Regions from separate parts of the Canis lupus genome. Here region 1 is linked to region 2. A link is a contact called in public Hi-C data. All regions are on one chromosome and are shown on one strand. Each heading gives the region's core, a stretch centred on a gene start, on an enhancer-like site or on the middle of the called end of the contact. The rest is flanking DNA. Distances are from core to core; before and after follow the strand shown. Region 1 has its middle 19 kb from the start of EIF5. Region 2 overlaps CDC42BPB (serine/threonine-protein kinase MRCK beta).

Region 1 (2,700 bases), core at 143-2,642, 220 kb before region 2:
GACATTCTAGGTAGGGCTCATGTCCCGAGATCCCTCATCCCAGGCAGAAGCTTCTCCAATGCCTGTCTCTTCCTGACCAAGGAACAGGGCTGGACCAGGAGCCTCTGTTTCCACATTTCCCCACAGACTTTGGTGGAGAGGAGGCTGCACCCACACCTTTCACCCAGTAAGGCTGCGGGCTGAGGGACTGCCAGACCTGTGCCCTTGGCCCTGGTGAGGGAGTCTGCTCATTTGAGCTCAAAGTCCTCCCCGCTTGCAGATTCCAGTGATCAGTGTTGACACCGAGCGTGCACGGGGGCAGTGATGGAAATGTGTTCAGGACTATGGGTCACAGTCAAAAGTCTGAGCAGCTCTCCTTAACATTGATTGTGTGTGCATGTTAGGGGGTGTGGGGGGTGTGGTTCCCCTCCCTAAAGTAGGGACCTTTCCAGCAATTCCCTGGAATGATCAGGCAAAGGCTAGAAGAATTGCTTGGGCTAAGTCTCCCTTGGTTATAATTCCTATGTTGCAACCTCACCCCCAGGGTGAGGTATTGGGGGGGAGTGTTTGGGGTGATTAGGTTGTACAGGTGGAGCCCCATGACTGGCTCCAGAGAGCCCCCAAACTCTTCCTCCACGTGAGGACACAGAAATGACGGCTGACTGTGAATCAGGAAGCAGCCTTAGCAGACACCACCTCTGCTGGTGCCCTGATCGCAGACTCCCAGCCTCCAGAACTGTTGCTGAGCAGCCCCCCAGGCTGGGGTGTTCATTATGGCAGCCCGAACTAAGGCAGGCGAGTAGGCCCCACAGTGATCACCTGCCCCCTTTGCCTGGGATGCAGGGCTTTGGTGGCTAAACCCGGGTTGAGTTTGTCCCTCCTGTAGGCCTCAAAATACGGTGGAGATGTTTCAGCTTAGAAAGCTTCTGTGAATCTTGGAGACATTCTGGGAGTCTGTAAAGCAGATTGCTCCAGACTTGGCCACCCGGCTTCCCTAGAACCCTGGTGGGAGCCGGGCATGTAAAGGCTGGCTGCTGCGGTCTGGGACTCTGGATGCGAGGTGCTGTCACCGACCCTGGCCCTGGGACCACTGCTGTGGCCTGGCAGAGCAGGACCCGCCAGAGCTGGCTCCCCCAGCTCACCCAGGCCTTCTGCGGCCTCCAGCAGTTCTCAGACAGGGGAGCCTGCCTCTCCCGCTGCCTGCGTCTCTGCCTCTCTCTGTGTCTCTTATGAATGAATAAATAAAATCTTAAACAAAAAATTCCGCGTTGATCGGGCTGTCCCCTGTTTTCCGAGGGGAAGGCCTCAGTCCCGCGCTGGGCCTCACCTGCGCCGAGGTGCCCCCCGGGGCAAAGCGCCGACCGCCAGCGGACACTTCCAGCGCCGGCCACCAGGTGGCGACAGGCGGCCGCGGCTCTCGGAGCGAGGCTGCCGCCGGGACCGCCCGAGCACGAGCCCCCCGCGCAGGTCCCCGCGACCCTGGCGACCCGGGGCCCGGTCCTCTCGCCGGGTTCCGCCGCCGTCTGCGGGGCCTCCGGGCCTGCGGCGCCGCCCCGGGCCCAGCCCTCGCCTCCCCGAGCCCGGCGGGGCCGCGGAGCCGGACGGAGGCGCCCTCGGGGGCGGGGGCTCGGCGGGCTCTGCTCCCGGGTCTGGGTCTGGACGTGCCGCGCGGGGACTGCTTAGAGCGGGGCCGGCCTGACCCTGCGGGGGGCGCTGAGCTCGGCGCTTGCCTCTCAGTAGGGTCCCCCTCCAACCCCCTCCCTCCGTCCTCATCTCCTGGGTCGGGGTCCCCCCTCCAGCCCCCTCCCTCCGTCCTCATCTCCTGGGTCGGGGTCCCCCCTCCAACCCCCTCCCTCCTTCCTCATCTCCTGGGTCGGGGTCCCCCCTCCAACCCCCTCCCACCTCCTCCCTCCATCCTCATCTTCTGGGTCGGGGTCCCCCCTCCAACCCCCTCCCCCGTCCTCATCTCCTGGGTCGGGGTCCCCCCTCCAACCCCCTCCCACCCCCTCCCTCCATCCTCATCTCCTGGGTCGGGGTCCCCCCTCCAACCCCCTCCCACCCCCTCCCTCCATCCTCATCTCCTGGGTCGCGGTCCCCCCTCCACACCCCTCCCTCCGTCCTCATCTCCTGGGTCGGGGACCCCCTCCAACCCCCTCCCTCCATCCTCATCTCCTGGGTCGGGGTCCCCCCTCCACACCCCTCCCCCGTCCTCATCTCCTGGGTCGGGGGCCCCCCTCCAACCCCCTCCCTCCATCCTCATCTCCTGGGTCGGGGCCCCCCTCCAACCCCCTCCCTCCATCCTCATCTCCTGGGTCGGGGTCCCCCCTCCAACCCCCTCCACCCCATCTCCTGGGTCGGGTCCCCCCCTCTAACCCCCTCCCTCTGTCCTCATTACCTGAGTGGGGTCCCCCCTCCACACCCACCCCTTCCCCCGCGTCCTCTCCCTTGCCCTGGTGACAGTGTCCAGGCTGATGGAACCTGCCAGAGGAGGAGGAGAGGCCGCGGGCTTCCGGGGTGGCGTCCACGGGCTGGGAGTGGATACTGCAGGCCTGGCCACTCACTGCTGCTGCCTGGGAGGCCACCGCCTGTCCCTTCCTGGCCTCTGGGGGCTCCACCCGCAGTGAGCTCTTCCACCTGGGGCACGGACGGACGGGGTAAGGATGGGAGCATCTGTCCCGGGGCTGGGCCCCCCACCGCGTTTCTCTAGGATTCCAGGAGACA
Region 2 (2,705 bases), core at 20-2,519:
TCCCAGGGTCCTGGGATGGAGTCCCACATTGGGCTCCCCGCAGGGAGCCTGCTTCTCCCTCTGCCTGTGTCTCTGCCTCTCTGTTTCTCATGAATAGATAAATAAAAAAAAAATCTTAAAAAAAAAAAAAAAGCTGGAGCTGTAAAACATTTTCCACCTTGAGTTATATATAGGAACAAGAGGGTGCTGTGGGGCTTATTACAGTGGCTCAGCTTTTAATGCCAAGCAAGTGGTCCACCTCTGCTGCTTGACAGCAGGCCTAGTATACTGCACTGGTTTGCAGTCTGCCCGGGTGAATGAGCTGGGCTTCCTGGGGCCTGCTGGTGTGGGTGTTTGGGGGACTCTTGTCATCCATTTCTTCTGACTTGAGCTGGCCTTACTTTTACTCTTGACCCAGCCCATCGTGTGATTCACAGGTATACTGGATATGAGTGTAGAGACCTGTTAAAGCAGACATGAGACAAGAGCTCACAAGTGAAGGGAAACTAAACATTTGGTCTCGGGCACTTTGAATTCCAAGAGTGGCTCTAGTTTTGCCTAAAACTAAAAATATCCTTACATGGATCTCTGGGTGTCAGGGCAAGCCCAGACCTCTGAGAAGTTGGTCTCTGCCTCACTCCTCCGGCCCACACCCGCTCGGCTCCAGCAGTGGCCACAGGGGCTTCAAGGGTCAGCACAGCCTCAGGGCAGGGACCCCTGTCTCCCTGAGCTTATCTTCACTAAAGTGATCCATTTCCTACAGCAAACCTTACAAGCAACGAAGGGTCTCTCTTAGTCATCTTAAGAACAATCTATTTCAAACATCAGAAAAGTCCTTTAGATTTGTTATACTCTTTATTTAGAATTTAAAATAGGGACATCTGAGTGGCTCATTTGGTTGAACGGCTGACTCTTGCTTTCACTCAGTCCTGATCTCCGGGTCAGCCTCTGCGCTCGGTGTAGAGTCTGCTTGGGATGTTCTCCCTCTTCCTCTGCTCTCCACCCCTCCCATCCCCCAGGCATGTGTGTGTCTTCACTGTCTCTCTCTCTAAAATTAAAAAAAAATTTTTTTTAATATATATACTTGTTTCTAGAGAGGGTGCCGTCATGTTTACTGAGCAAAGGCACGTGGGTCACCTCAGTACGTCCTCCCAGGGCCCCCTAGCTTAGACCTTCATGGTTGTCACTACCTTTTAAATGAGACATCTGGAGCAGAAGGGATGAAGTCATTTGCCCAGGGTTGTCACACAGATGCAGGGGCTGAGCAAGGACCGCAGCCTGGGGCTGTGGCAGGAAGTGGTGCTCGGTGTCCTTCCCCACAGACCGCAGAGTCCTGATGCCCTGGGGCCCTCTCCACATAGCCCCCCCCCCCCCCCCCCAGAGGGGACTGGCTCCAGCTCATTTCCGATTTGAATGAAGCTTCCGAGCAGTCTAGGCTATGTGGGTCTGTACAGAAGGAAAGCAACATGCCTTCCTGAGATCAGCATAGCATGTTGCAGTCTGAAATGTTAGATATTGCCAGGCTTATTCTGACCGAAGACAGTCAGTTAGGAATTCCAGCTGAGAAGCCATCTTCTGGAGTGTGTGGAGTTGCACAAATGGATGTGCAGTAGAAACTAAGGAGAAAGGAGGGCAGGGTTTTGGGGCTTTTTGGGTCCTCATACTGAGGTTGGTCAACCAGGATCTGGCTGCTGTCTCTGCTGCCCCCAAATGGTGCGTTTGAGCAAGTTCCTCCTCTCTGGGATGGTGGCAGTTAGCACTTTTGTGGGGCTTGTGAAGCAGGCCAGGCAAGCTGTGCTAGGTGTCCCTCGTCATGTGGATTCGTTGGGCTCCCTTGCAGTGCCAGGTCGTGTTATAATTTCTATAGTAGGTATCCAAACTTGGCCTGTCATAAACATTAAACCTGTTTCACCCGTAACTAGAAGGGCATTGGCTTACTTAGAATCCTGTGTTACATGGCAGAGGAAAGAATTGGTTTAGTTCTTATTCCAAAAACAAATGTCTACGTGTCTGCTTTAGAAGCTCTTACAGTTTACTTTTCTTACAGATTCGTTTTCCAGGAGCCTATCAATCACATAGGCTACTGTACTATATTTTTCTTTTTCTTTTTAGATTTCTAGGTAGACCTGGAAACCGTTGAGATTCAGCTAGAGGTGGTGCTTGACTTATTCCTCCTGCTTTCTTTAGAGGCTGCAGAGTTTGGCTGTTCATTCACCTAGTCTCCCCTCACCCCGTGCGTGTCTGTCAGCAGGTGCTCTGGTCTTTGCCTCCATGTATCTATGATATCTACTCCATCCTCTCTGCCCTCCACAGTGCCTGTCAGCCTCACCTCCTGCCTGGACCCCCAGGCCTCCCAGCCCCTCTTCTGCTCTTGGCCTTCATTCTCTAGTCTCCTCTTCCTGGGCAATCAGTGAAGACTTGTAAAGTAAATCAGATTGCAGCTTCCTAGCCCTTAGAGTGGGGCCTGGCCTCACCCCCACTCCTTGCTTCTTCTGTGGTTAGTGGTCTCTGAAATTATTGTGACTATACGCATGCTTACTTATAGTCTCTGTTTATCCCCTTGATGTCAGCTCTGTGGAGGAGCACCCCTTGCCTTAGAGGGCTCATGGCTGAGAGTGAATGAGCAAATGAGTGAGTGAACAGGGGAAAGCACTAGCTCTGTGAGTGCTATCCAGGGTCTTCCGTGAAACAGGAGCTGTTGCAGGTGTGAGTGAGGGGGGATGTAA

The links. A called contact is a pair of places that touch in the nucleus more often than the background predicts.
Region 1: a Hi-C map of amygdala shows a contact between it and region 2, with 5 times the contacts expected there. The contact joins two enhancer-like sites. A contact is called at or near these places in 3 of 9 Hi-C or Micro-C datasets (amygdala, blood and skin fibroblasts).

What each region holds. Positions count from the first base shown.
Region 1 is chr8:71,486,088-71,488,787 of UU_Cfam_GSD_1.0, reverse strand. No RefSeq gene overlaps it. Among named protein-coding and RNA genes, the nearest start is that of EIF5, 19 kb to the left of the region's middle. Within about 2 kb of position 1,392, at least 10 of the 20 cell types and tissues checked have an H3K27ac peak or open chromatin away from gene starts, as enhancers often do.
Region 2 is chr8:71,265,850-71,268,554 of UU_Cfam_GSD_1.0, reverse strand. The region is part of intron 4 of CDC42BPB (serine/threonine-protein kinase MRCK beta); the gene reads left to right. Among named protein-coding and RNA genes, the nearest start is that of CDC42BPB, 54 kb to the left of the region's middle. Within about 2 kb of position 1,269, at least 4 of the 20 cell types and tissues checked have an H3K27ac peak or open chromatin away from gene starts, as enhancers often do.